Linked DNA regions of Rattus norvegicus: all the other regions are linked to region 2. Evidence: chromatin contacts called from public Hi-C data. All regions are on one chromosome and are shown on one strand. The core of a region is the stretch at or near the end of the contact, and the rest is flanking DNA. Distances in the headings are between cores, read along the strand shown. Region 1 overlaps Adamts17 (ADAM metallopeptidase with thrombospondin type 1 motif, 17). Region 2 holds the start of Adamts17 (ADAM metallopeptidase with thrombospondin type 1 motif, 17). Region 3 has its middle 35 kb from the start of Cers3.

The links. Hi-C and Micro-C count contacts between places; a contact is called where the count stands out from the background.
Region 1: a contact with region 2 is called in a Hi-C map of Schwann cells, with 3 times the contacts expected there. The contact joins the enhancer-like site here to the promoter of Adamts17 in region 2. A contact is called at or near these places in 1 of 12 Hi-C or Micro-C datasets (Schwann cells) and 1 of 1 datasets of contacts at active chromatin or transcription factors (oligodendrocytes).
Region 3: a Hi-C map of Schwann cells shows a contact between it and region 2, with 5 times the contacts expected there. The contact joins the enhancer-like site here to the promoter of Adamts17 in region 2. A contact is called at or near these places in 10 of 12 Hi-C or Micro-C datasets (the A7r5 cell line, Schwann cells, frontal cortex and 5 more) and 1 of 1 datasets of contacts at active chromatin or transcription factors (oligodendrocytes).

The regions. Positions count from the first base shown.
Region 1 is chr1:130,054,311-130,058,283 of GRCr8, reverse strand. It overlaps Adamts17 (ADAM metallopeptidase with thrombospondin type 1 motif, 17), which reads right to left. Exons shown (of 23, transcript XM_218753.11): 13 at 3,902-3,973. Among named protein-coding and RNA genes, the nearest start is that of Lysmd4, 190 kb to the left of the region's middle. Within about 2 kb of position 1,498, at least 29 of the 93 cell types and tissues checked have an H3K27ac peak or open chromatin away from gene starts, as enhancers often do. A contact at or near this core is called in Schwann cells, where this site is marked.
Region 2 is chr1:129,853,307-129,857,665 of GRCr8, reverse strand. Adamts17 (ADAM metallopeptidase with thrombospondin type 1 motif, 17) reads right to left here and starts at 1,603. Exons shown (of 23, transcript XM_218753.11): 1 at 1,403-1,603; 2 at 715-1,085. The coding sequence starts at 1,478.
Region 3 is chr1:129,711,366-129,715,369 of GRCr8, reverse strand. No RefSeq gene overlaps it. Among named protein-coding and RNA genes, the nearest start is that of Cers3, 35 kb to the left of the region's middle. Within about 2 kb of position 2,014, at least 1 of the 93 cell types and tissues checked has an H3K27ac peak or open chromatin away from gene starts, as enhancers often do. A contact at or near this core is called in Schwann cells, where this site is marked.

The sequences.
Region 1 (3,973 bases), core at 249-2,748, 200 kb before region 2:
GGAAGCAGAAGCCACAGCCAAGGCAAGAAAGATGGGCTCTGAGGTTTGAGAGCTGGCGATTACATCAGCTTAGAGGTCTGGAATTCCTCCTGAGCACCAGAGGGAACATGGACACTGCGGTTCACAGTGTTCTTACTGCTCTCTGTTACAAAGTCTTATTTTGTCTTTAGTTTTAAGACAGAGTCTAGTTAATGCTGAGGCCAGAATGAGTGATTATCTAGGTTCTGTCTTCTGTCTTGGCTGCTCAATCTTCTCTCCCACAAGCTGTCCACCAGGACTTCATAACCAGTCCCTGGGACCCAGGCTTTAGCTGATTGGGTCAGTAAAGTCCATCTGACTATGAAGAGACCAATCAGAGTCTTTCTTTCTGAGTAGCTAGACCCTCCAGACAGGTCTCAGTTAAGGAGACAGCACTTACCACAGCCAGAATGACCCTGATAATTCAACATTGAAACTCCATGTCACAGAGAGGCCATGGCTCATGGCTGGTGGGCCTTAGAGAAGGCTAGGTTATCTTACTTATAATTCAGAGATATGCAAAGCTCTGAGAATGAGTGTTTTCTTATATTGTGGCAAACTATCTGGCTGCAAAACCAGTGTTTCCTGACAGGAATGAGAACCCACCTTATTAGCCTCCCCACCCCCAGGAAGGGTGCCATGTGTCCCCTTGAGTGTAAGCAGGGGGCGTTATTATGTGGCTACCCAGTTACCATTGCCTTTCAAACATTACAGAGCTTTGAATTCTGAGCCATAAGTGACCTCGAAGGATTTGGAGATGTGACCCAGATTTATCTAATCGGAGCAGTGGGTTTCCATGGTTGGCTGTTGGAGACGTTTAGAGAAAGGTAGCTGGCACTGGAGGCAGGGCTCTTGAAGGCCATAGAAGAAGGGCCTAATCTTTTCAGATATCTTGGTTCCAGCCTCTCACTGGTCCTTTGGGAACACCCTCCATCTTTGTCACAATGCTCCTCCATCTCTGGGCCACTTGGCTGAGTAGGAGTCACGACTCTGACCCTCCCATCCCTATTCACTCAGACACTCAGACACTCAGACACTCAGACTGGAGGGTGGGGGAGGTCTCTCATCTGAAGCAAAGGAGCTGGGAAAAAGCCACTTTGTCCGGATGCAGCCTTCCAACACTTTAGTGGGAATGGAGCCTGCTGTTGGCCTGGTCACACGGGTCTGAACCTTTGGACGTTTCTACTGTGACAAGATCCCACAGGGAAAGCAGAGACAGATTTGGCAAGTGGCCACCTCAGTGGGTTTCTGTCTGAAGGCTTTTCCTCTTCGGGATCTTTTCTGAGGAGACTCTTTGTCCTCCTTTGGAGGTGGAATGGATTTGTGGTCCCGAGCCCTCCTTCGGAAAGTCTACCTCTGCAAGAATTCTTTTTAAAAGAGGGGAGAGAGGGGAGAGAAACTACTGCTTCCCCTTGACTGAACCGTGCGTCACTCGCCAAAGAATTCTGCAGTGATAGCAGCTCTGTGAATAGGGCAGTTATACTGGGCTGTGAGGAGCCAGAGCCCAACCAGAGGGCTCCCTCCTCTCATGGCTCAGCTAGAATTATGCCTTTTAGAAAGAGGGGTTCAGAGGAACATTTATCATCGGCCATCTGAATCATCCATTTAGTATTCTACTGTTGCCCTTCTGAAATGCTCTTAAAAATGCTGGCTTCTGTTCGTACTGAGAAAAACGGAACCTCATACGTAATGAGTCGTGGCAATTTCACCACAGAGGACATTGGGTCAAGCCACCCTCGCAAAGCCCTGAACCCGAGGTCTCTCCTTCAAAGGCCGAACACCTCCAGTCTATAAGTCTTATCAAATATGGCTGGCCTTTTCAGGTCAAGGCATTTGTTAGATCTAATTATTTGTTACGTTGGTAGAATGGAGGAAGACACGAATGTGTGAGAAAATACAACTTAGAACTGTCAAAGTCCTCAAGGAACCTCCCCATGAAAAAGGCCTGGGTGACAGCGGTCTCAGTTACTATGATGATAAGGGAACCAAAACATTCAGCCATTCATTCAAAAGTTAGTGGTCAATAGAAATTTAAGATGGAGCTGCTCAAGTAGGACTTCTGCCCTGAATACTTGAAGCAAGACTGGTTAAAAACAAAGCAAGCAAGCAATGAACTGCCCCCCTCACCGCACGCACGCACGCACGCACGCACGCGCACGCGCACGCGCACGCACGCACGCACGCACGCACGCACGCACGCACGCACGCACGCACGCACGCACGCACGCACGCACGCACGCACGCACGCACAGAGCTGAGAAGAAATGTTGCAGGGGTGAAGGTATCTCAGCCCTAATGCCTTCTTGCTCCAGGAAAGGAAGAGAGGACAGAAGAGGCTTCAAACTTCCCTGGCTCTTTGGAGACAATGGAAGCCTTGGTACCAGAGTGGTTCCCATCACAGCAAGCTGCTGACCTGGAGCGTAGCGGCTGTCTCTGGTAATGTCTTGGTTCCAATCAGGGGTCTGAATATGCCTGAGGTAGCTGGGAGCCTCTAGGCTTCCCGTGCATCACTTTAATGCCCAGACAGAAAAGTAAGGGTGCCTCCAACAGCACCCTCTATTTTCGGAGAGGGGATTCTCTTGTCTCCTCTCTTTTTCTTCAGGGAAAGTTGGGGATGAGAAAGCTGAACTTCTCCTGAATTCTGCTGGCTGAGTGACAGCACCGCCATGATCAGGCACCCTCCCACCCCTGCCAAGGAGGTATTTTTTTAAATACAAGGAAAAATGTCTGGGAAATGAGCTTTCTGTTACTTCAAAGGTCCTCAGCTAAGCAGGTACCATTGAAAACAACATATGCTATTTTCAAGATAGCACAAAACTGAGAGGTCAGGGTGTTAGGCTACGAGCTGCAGATCTGAAGCTGCTGTTGCCTGGGATATTTGGGCTCCCTCACCCTGAAACATCTAGGCGCATTTGAACTTGGAATCACAGGTGCCTGCACAAGGATTTCATAGGGAGGAAAACCAAGGCTTTTATTCTTCTGAAACCACTTGGAAGTTGTAGACACCAGACTCAGCTGATTTCGTTGATCCCTCACTGTGCCTGTGACTACATTGTTCCTGCCAGGGTATTTGGGTACCGAGAGCCAGTAGGTTATTCTCTGAGTCAACTCTGTCAGCTGCTGGAGCCCAGACATCACAAACCCATCACCTCCCATTCCTAGCAGCTCCTTTTACATGCTCAGTGAATGTAGACCTAACCTGTGCCTGGCTTGTGGTATGCTTGATAAATGGGACCATTTTGTCAGTATTGCAATACAAAGTTCTGTTTCTTAAAGGGGAAGGGTTTTAGGCAAAACCCCAACACTCTGGACTAGGCCTTGGATGTCCTCACCTTCAATGACCAGACACCACAGACTCAGTGGAGATATGGTTCAACACCTAGATTTCTTTCTGGGGGCTGAAAATATAGTGGCAGCTTATGGCACACAGTCTCCTAGTTGGGGGGAGAAAGGTTTTAGCAAGAAAACGTGACCCCTGCTGATCATTCTCTTTCCTACATTGTGCATGGTTCTCAAAAGCCTTCCAAGTACTCTAGGCCAAGAGGAAAGACAACCCAAGTGAGCCAAGGAAAGCAAAACGGCACACGCTCAAAACACACCATTCTACTCTTGGTACCTCAGAACGGGGCATAGTGGGAAACACATGCTAGCATACTTGCCTTGCTGAAGAATGAATCTAGCCTACCATCTGCCTTTGTGGCCTGTGCGGGGAGATCTCAACCTCACCATTGCAGGACCATGACTAACTTGGGCAGAAGGCAGGAGTCCTCTCAGGTGGGCTGGGGTGGGAGTTGAGCCTTCTGAGCATCCCTAACTGGGTTTTATAGTTCTTTGGGAAAGAGAGAGGGAGGCTACAATGGAAGGAAGGGCCATATGCCGTTACCATCAACCACCATTGCTGTCAACAGGCCTCTCTTCTTGCTGCTCAGTCGGTCATGGGCTTGGCACTGTTGGT
Region 2 (4,359 bases), core at 354-2,853:
AGAATTTGGCTGGGCACCAACGTTAGCCAAGTGCTCAAGTGTGAGCGCAAAGAGAGCAAAACCACTCCAAACTTCCGGTGCCTCTCCGTGCACTTGTCATGGCTGTCTCAAACAAAACAGCGAGGCAAGGTCTTCAAGAAAAGAGGAGGGTTTACAACTGGGACAGGTGAGTACCCTGCAGTTCTCTCTGAGGGTGCATTCAGATAAATGCCTACTGTGGAGTAAGGAAATAAAGATACTACTGGACCTCTCTTGGTCTTACCTTTCGTCTAACGAAAGTGAGACTAATCATGGCCTGCCTGGGGTCCCCTCCTAGTATAAAAAGGCTCACGGGACAGAAGAGAGGTGCATAGATACCCCATTCCCCAGACAGAGGAAATGGACACTTTACTCCTTCCCCATAACGTGCAGAAAACATGCACACCTGTGCTGATGCTGAGAGAGTGGGAACATCAGGTTCATATTCGTTCCTCTAGGTGAGCTATAGCTAATTTCTCAATGCAACCCCACTTCGGCCAGGTTCAGCACACAACAGAAGCCAGTACAATGGCAGGGCTTCCCTTGTGTTCCCTCTGCTAGGAAGGCACAGTCAGAAAGGCCAAGTGAAGGAGATAGGGAGGGAGGTAGGTCTTCTCCCGCCCAGCCCTCCGCGGGACCACCCCAGGAGAAGTAACAGACTGGGCAAGGCAGACCCATAGGGGGCGCGGGCAATACCAGGCCGCCGGCGGCGCCACAGGCGCTGAGGGAGACGAGGGAGCCCGGGTGGCCCAGGACTTGTCCGGAGTAGAAGCACAGCTCCGCAGGGTGTCCGCTGCGCCCTGAGACACCCGCCTCCTCCACCTCGAAGCCTGGGGACAGGAAGCGCAGGTCGCGACGCAGCTGCAGGTATAGGTCTCGCCCAAAGGCCGGCAGGTGCAGCAGCAGGGCGCGCTCTCCCGGTCCCGCTCGAGGGTCGCCTGGAGATGCTCGCGGTCGCCGCCACTGCCGGAGCCCCGCTGCTCCCGGCAGCAGCTGCAGGTGCACGTCGTCGGGGCGCAGCCGCCTTGGGAGCACCACCTCCACGTCGGCCGCCGCGTCGCCGACAACTGCGGGGAGAAAGGACAGGCGTCAGCACCGGCCTGGCCACCAGGGCTGCCGGCGGCTCCGGCGCGGGTTCCCAGGGCTCCGTGGGTATCGCACAGCCGTGACCCCGCACTCCCTTCCCTCCCCGAGCCGGGCCTCTCTAAGCCGGCGAAGCCACTCGATCGCACCCGGGGTCGAGGGGGAACCAGAGGCCAGTTCTCCGGCCGCGGCCTTCGCTCTCCTCCTCCGGGGATGCTGTCAGCAGTCCACCCAGGCACCCGGGCGCCAGGATGCTTCGGGAAGGCACCGGGAAGGTGGCCGCATTAGTTAAGAACACTACCTGTGCCCGGGTCCAAACCCCACACCAGCAGCAGCAAGGACAGGACGAGAGGGGGCAGCAGGGTGCCGTCACACATGGTACTCGGGACCAGCAGCCCCCAAGACCGTAGCGGCAGAGCAGGGGCGCGTGAGGCGGCGACGCCAGCCGGAGTGAAGCCCTGCAGCCTTTGGAAAAAGTAATTAGCGCTGCGGACAAACCCAACATGGTAAATACTAAGCCCCACCTTCTCCTTGGAAAGTAGGTGGTGATTGGGCTTTTGCTTTCCTCTGCCCCGCCTTCCTTGTCCGTATTGGTTAGAGCCGGTCGAAACCAACGTGCGTAGTTAGGTTGTAAGCACTTTCTTACACGTGGTTTCTAGGCAGTAGGTAGACTGTGACACCAGGTGGCAGGCGCGAGCCAACTCGGTTGTGGGGATCCTGGAGGAGCCAGGAGGCCACCAACCTGGCCTTCAGTTTGTCCTCAGTTGGGAGATCACCTCTGAGGCTGCTATAGCTTCCCAGGAAGATAGGCCAGATCAACCAGTTACGTACAAGAAAAAAAAATTGTGTATTGAAGTGGCTCCTATTTTTGACTTGTTTAGGCTGGAAAGACCCAGACCAGTGTTTCTAGCACACCTGAGTTCATACCTGACTTCTATATCTACAGTGTGTCTCCACAGCGCACAGGCTTCTTGAAGTCTTTATATTCACAAAAGCCAGGAAGGCGTGATAACACTGCCCTGAAGACTGGGAAACCGGGGAGAAGAAAACGTAAGGAGTTTGCTTAAATTGGACAGCTCGTTTCTGTCAGAGCCAGGCCTTGAATTTGTGAGCCTGACTTTAGGTCAGGTGTATTTAGGGAGGCATGTTAGCTGAGGTTTGCACAGTAGGACACCAGAGAACTGAGTGTGGCAGACCCTGAACTTCAACGCTGGTTTTCAAGAACAGAATGAATATTCCTTTCCCCAGCAGTATCTAAGCAGATATGATGATCCCTACAGGTAATTCCATTGGCCTCTTTAAAATGTCTTACAGAAAGCAGGACTGACAGAGAAAAGGATACCACAGTGGTCACAGACGGCTCCCCATCTCACCTATTTTTGGTTTGTCTGTTTGCTTGCTTGTTTTTAAAAAGCAAAACTGTGACAGGCCCCGACTCACCCCTTCATCACAGGATCTAGGCTTCACCACAGGGTTATATGACCAGAAAGCATCCAGAGACAAGGTAAGAAGTTTGATGCCCCTGCCCTGGTAAGTTGTCTGAAGCTCTCCGCAAAGGCTTATCACAGAGTGCGCTGCCATCTAGTCTCTGATCCAGTGGCTGCCACTCACTGGTTGGCAGCTGAAGGTGACTAGGAGGCGTGGGTCAGGCTCTGCCGGTGGCTATGAGTAGGGTTTTGTCTCACTTGAGCTTTGAGAACTTAACCATGACCTCAACCATTATGGGGGAAACTAGAAGGAAAAAGACATGCTTAGCCCCATCTGCGTGTAGTCACACAGCAGCCAACTGTAGTGACAGCCGGGGACGTCTTTCCCCTGAGAGTGGTTCAGTTTCTTCTCTGTAACTCAAGGAGCTAAGCTATGCTGTCTCCCCCTGGAGGGCTAACTTCTAATCATTTAGACTATTCTTGAAAATAAAAACAAGGGCCTGAGAGATACCTGACATATCATAAGCACTTTTTTTTAAGATTTACTGAATTTATGAAGAAAAGAAGAAAAGTGATTGATCAAATCAGACGTTTCAAAGACCCCTATAACAAGGCCCCAGACATTAGCACAACGAACTCCATGGTACAAATGCCATTCAGGCTATAAAACTCAGCACCTAGACAGAACTACCTTCTAACACTAAACCAAAGGCTGTGACAACCATAGTTGTAGGAAAGGCTCTGAGTGTACTAAGCTTGCTCTTCAGCTTCTGTAGTTCTGCTTCTGGCTAACTGTTCTTGTTAACAGTATGTCAACCCGGGACATGGTTTTGTGCTTAAAAGCTCACCCCGATGAAGGCTCAGGACTGTACTGAGATCCTGAACATCCCATGTGATTTCTGGCTTGCTAATGGACTTTCTACTGGCTTAAACCCATGGCTGGGCCGTCTTCTCTGCTGACTACCCGACAACACTCCGGCTATCAAATGTGCTAAGCAAGCATCGAACCCATGCCCTCCTCAGTTCATTGTTTGTCATTCTTTCTTGTCTGGACCCGTTTCAGTTTGGCAAGTTCATGGAGGTTGGATTAAAAACAGCAACAGTGATTAGGGGCCAGATGTTAAATAGTCCTCTGTTAGTGAGAAAGCAAGGGGACATGGAAGGCCTCCGTTGTTCAAATAACCCCACTTCACTAATGTGTACGTCTGCACCCAGCACCCCAGGCGTTGCTGATGCATAGGAACACTAATAAACACTTGGCAGATGATCAGCGGCTCAGTAGTGTCTCTCCTCTTTTATGTGTGCCGCTCAAAGTCTTCTTCCACTACGAAGGATGCTTTGAAAGACACGGCTGAGCAGAGAAACCGTGACCGGCTCTCTGTAACTAGACTGTGCTTATCAAATATACTTAGTTGCTAATATCTGAACTCCACTGAGCTCCAGTGAGCAGAGAGAGGCTATTTATTGCATGCTGTATTTATCACATGCTGTATTTATCACATGCTGTTTGTTTCATGCTCTAACTACTGCAAGGAGCAACAGTGTCATCGGTGAGGAAATGAAGACATGGGAAACTGTCCGTTCATAGTGGGAAAGTAACGCTCTGGCATCTCTTTTAAAGTATCATGAAATGTCTCAAAAATTAAATATAAAGTTACCACATGGTTCAGTGTATAGGATAGAGATTGCCAGAAGCTGGAGGGAGAAAGGGGGAGGGAGGGAGGGAAGGAAGGAGAGAGGGAGAAGGAGAGGGAGAGGGAGAGAGGGAGGGAGGGAGGGAGGGAGAGGGAGAGGGAGAGGGAGAGGGAGAGGTGTTATTTAATAGGCATCT
Region 3 (4,004 bases), core at 765-3,264, 140 kb after region 2:
AGAAGACCTACCACCTGAGCTTTTCATGATGGGAAGGAAGTCAAGGACAGAGCACACCTTATACTGTTTATACTTCTGTCTAAATACCAGAGACCCAGTGCTTGAAAGTAAAACTAAATTCCAGAAAAGGAGAAACATATGCAATCAGGGTCTTTACAAACATCCACTTCACCCCATACGGAAACTGGGCAACAGTTAAGTCCAATGACTTCATAAAGCTCAACATCAACTGCAAATTTCAGCAGGGGCCACTATTGTCTTTATTGTACTTCAACAGTATATGCACCGTGGGAGGATGCATGGCTTTATCCATAAAGGGCTTGGTCTGAGTTCATCTCCATCAGCCTAAGAATAACCAGAACATTAAGAATTAGTTTGCTATTGATCTATGACAATAGAGTTTTTAAAAGACATTTTCATAGCTACGATTTGCACATGGCTATTTCAGCCCAGCAAAGTGCCTTTGCATGTTGTGAATGAGTGAGTCCACTTGTAGCTCAATATGTAGGTCACATTTCCAAACACCTATGCCTCACAAGTCTGCCAATTGGAGTCCTACTAGGTTGTGTCACACAGTGTGGACATGGGCCCTGCATACCAGAGGAAGAGGAGAGAAGATGGGTGGCAGGTAAATTCAGGGTGATGTCAATGACCTGGAATGCCCTTTTCAACGATGGAGTTCAACTGTTTCTGATGGATGGCATGCTCGGAGCCTGTTATGTCAAGGTTGCCACTCAAAATTCCAGTATTCACATGGCACAGAAAACTCAAATAGGTTGAAAAACATTGTCCCTGTGTAGTCTGTCCTCTCTTTCCCTGTGTACTTGGGTCTGACTAAGCCGACTTCTCCAAATGCACTGGTAACTTAAAGTAATTTTTAAATTAAATTTTAATCTCGTTTTCTCAGCCTTGTTCCCCCACGTGCCCTCCTCTTCCATTTAATCCTGCTTCTACTCTTATGCCTTCTTTTACATGTGTGTGCATAGATGTGACCAAGCATGTGTGCATGTATGTGACCAAGGAATCTGATTAGGTTTACTTAGGATTGTAAGTAAACAACTTAGACAACCTATCAGTGTCTTCATCACTGAAAGAAATGTCTTCCCCTCTTCCAGAAACCAGTAACTGACTATAGATCCTCAGGGAGGGGATCCCGTGAGCTCCTCATCCTAGGGAACGCTAAGCCAAAGAACTTTCATGTATTGTGTGTGTATATATGTGTACTTGAACTCATCTGTGCACATGTGTGTACCGGCATGCTCATGTGAACATAGAGAACAGAGGTCAGCCTCAGACATCATTCTTGTCAGCAGGTCCACCCCTTGTTTTGAGACTAGGGCTCTCACTGGACCTGGAGCTCACCAATTCAGCTAGACTGGCTGGACAGTAAGGCACGTATCCTCCTGCCTCTAGCTCCCAAACATTGTTACGGGCTCGAACCATTGTGTGTGCTTTTCCTGAGGGTTCTGGGAACTGGGCTTAGGTTCTCATGCTTACATAGCAAGCAGTTTGCTAAGCCTAGCTCCAGTGTGCCGATAGTGCCTTAGTGATCCACGTACCTCTTCTCAGACTCTTTATCCCACACCCTGAACTCCATATGTAGCTTCCTTCTTGACACCCTGCCCAAGTTCTTGTCCCTACCTTGCATGTCTTTGTGTTTCTTTCTTACTTTCCTTCTGCTCAGACCCTCAGCAACCCCTTTCCCTCTTGTCTCTGTCCTCAGGTCAGCATATCTTCAGCGAATGTCACATCTGCACGTAAATAGCTCCTATACCTTGCTCTAATGATGCCCTTCTGATTTGCAGCAGAGGTTTTCTGTCTGCTGGCCACCATCTTGTGCTGACATCAGTGCTAAAAAGCACTAGGTGAAAATGTAGCTCATTATTTTCTTCTCAAGACTTGTTCTTCATTTAAGTCATTTTCATCACACCACCACCCTCAGTGCAGCAGCAGCAGCAGCAGCAGCAGCAGCAGCAGCAGCAGCAGCAGCAGCAGCAGCCGCCCTGTGTATGAATAGAAGGCTCTTTGTTGCAGGGGACCTCCCTTCAATTACACTTGACCACTGTTTAAGACTCTAACTCAGTCCTAACACTTTCCTGAATTCTTTAGCACTTCCCTGCCCCACCCTAATTCTTTCTATTCCCCTTTCTTCTATGCCCAGAGGTCTCATTTAGTACCAAACCCTGCAAACTGGTTTTCAGATGTGATAGTGTCTCTGTCCTGATTCCCTATTTGTCTCTGTGCTAAGCTCTTTAGATTTCAGAATAAAAATCTTACACATTTCTCCCGAAATCTTTTTGGTTTCTGTCATTGTTTTAAAAGGGTTTACTTTTCACTTGCTACCCTTTTGGTCTCGTCTCTGAGGCTACTACATCAACTCTTTCCTCCTCTTAGTATGTTGTGTGTCTTAGCTTCAGCTTTCCCTGGTACTCTTCCCAAGGGCCCAGTGATTTGGTCGTCCATGCCTTGGTGTGTGTGGTGGTTTGAATATACTTGGCCCATAGGGAGTGGCACTATTAGGAGGTGTGGCCTTGTTGGAGGAAGTGCGTCACTGTAGGGGTGGGCTTTGGCGGTCTCCTCTTATGCTTAAGCCCCACCCAATGTGGAAGAGTCAGTCTCCTACTGGCTGCCTTGGGATCAAGATATAGAACTCACAGCTCCTTCTCCAGCACCATGTCTGCCCAGTCACTGCCATGCTTCCTGCCGTGATGATAATGGACTGAACCTCTGAAACTGTGAGCCAGCTCCAATTAAATGCAGTCACTTCTAAGAGTTGCTTTGGTGATGGTTTCCCTTCAAAGGAGTGAAACCCTAACTAAGACTGTGTGCTTTTATGCCCACTGGCATTTGCACATGGGGAGGTTTGCCACTGTGGGCTCCACTTAGCATGGACTTGGTTGAGGCATTTCTTCCGGCAAAGCTTCAGTGTCCATCTCTTCAGATGTTCCTCTTGCCTTACATTCTTCCAGAAAAGTTTATTCTAGTTTCCTACTTGGAGTTATAGGTGCTCTGGGAGCTGATGTGGAAAAAAAAAAAAGCTGGGAAGGGGGTGGTTTTCAACACCCAGATATTCAATGCAAGTGCTGTTCTGACTTTGGTCACCCCTGGTATCCTCTAGTTCAGAGACACTCCCTCCACTCTGCTAGCATTGGGCAGAACAGGGTCTGAGATTTATGGAATGGCTGCCTCAGAATTTACCTGCATTTAGTCAAAGGCTTTGCCAGCTCTCCACTGCTTAGAGAAACTATTCAAATCCCTCAGTTCAGCATGCTGGGTCATCTGACCTGAATACACCTTTCCAGACCTTATGACACCACTGCCACCCATACTCACAGCTGCAACAATTTTCATTTTCACCCACATCCAAGACCCTGTGTCCCCGTGATAGGAAACAATTACAATGATGCTTATGAGAGAATGTTGAGACCAGACTACCTAGAAGCCTCTACTTGGCTCGGCCAACCACTTTCCCAGCCTGTGATGATGCAAGTGGCTTCATCTTGTAAGGCCTTGTCAAGGCACCCACCATTTACCATCACCTCTGGGAGCTAAAGAGCACCTTGACTAGGAGGTGACATCTCGAGAACGCACATAAACTCCATGTTCTAATTGTCGACACACCTGTCTTCCCCATTCTCCAGCTCCTGAGAGGAATCTCTCCTGTTTGTGATATCTATGAAGTGATAGTGCTGTGGATACACTGGGGACAATGGAAAAAGAACCTGACAAATGGAAAGGCTGTTGACTCAAGTACTCTGCGACGGACGCTGCTAGGGGGGTCAAGTACAGAGAGCACAGGGCCACTTAGAATTAATGGTCTGGAACCAACTGAAGCAGCTTCCCACACCAGAAATCTGAGAGGCCCTTGCCAGAAAAACATGTTAAGGGCAAGCATCTGAGTGTGTAACAATGGTTGAAAGAGGCTGCAATGAGACTGGGACCTTTGCACAAGGTAACCTGCTTGGACTCCATGCCTTGTTGTGTGACTAGTATTTTTATCAAGC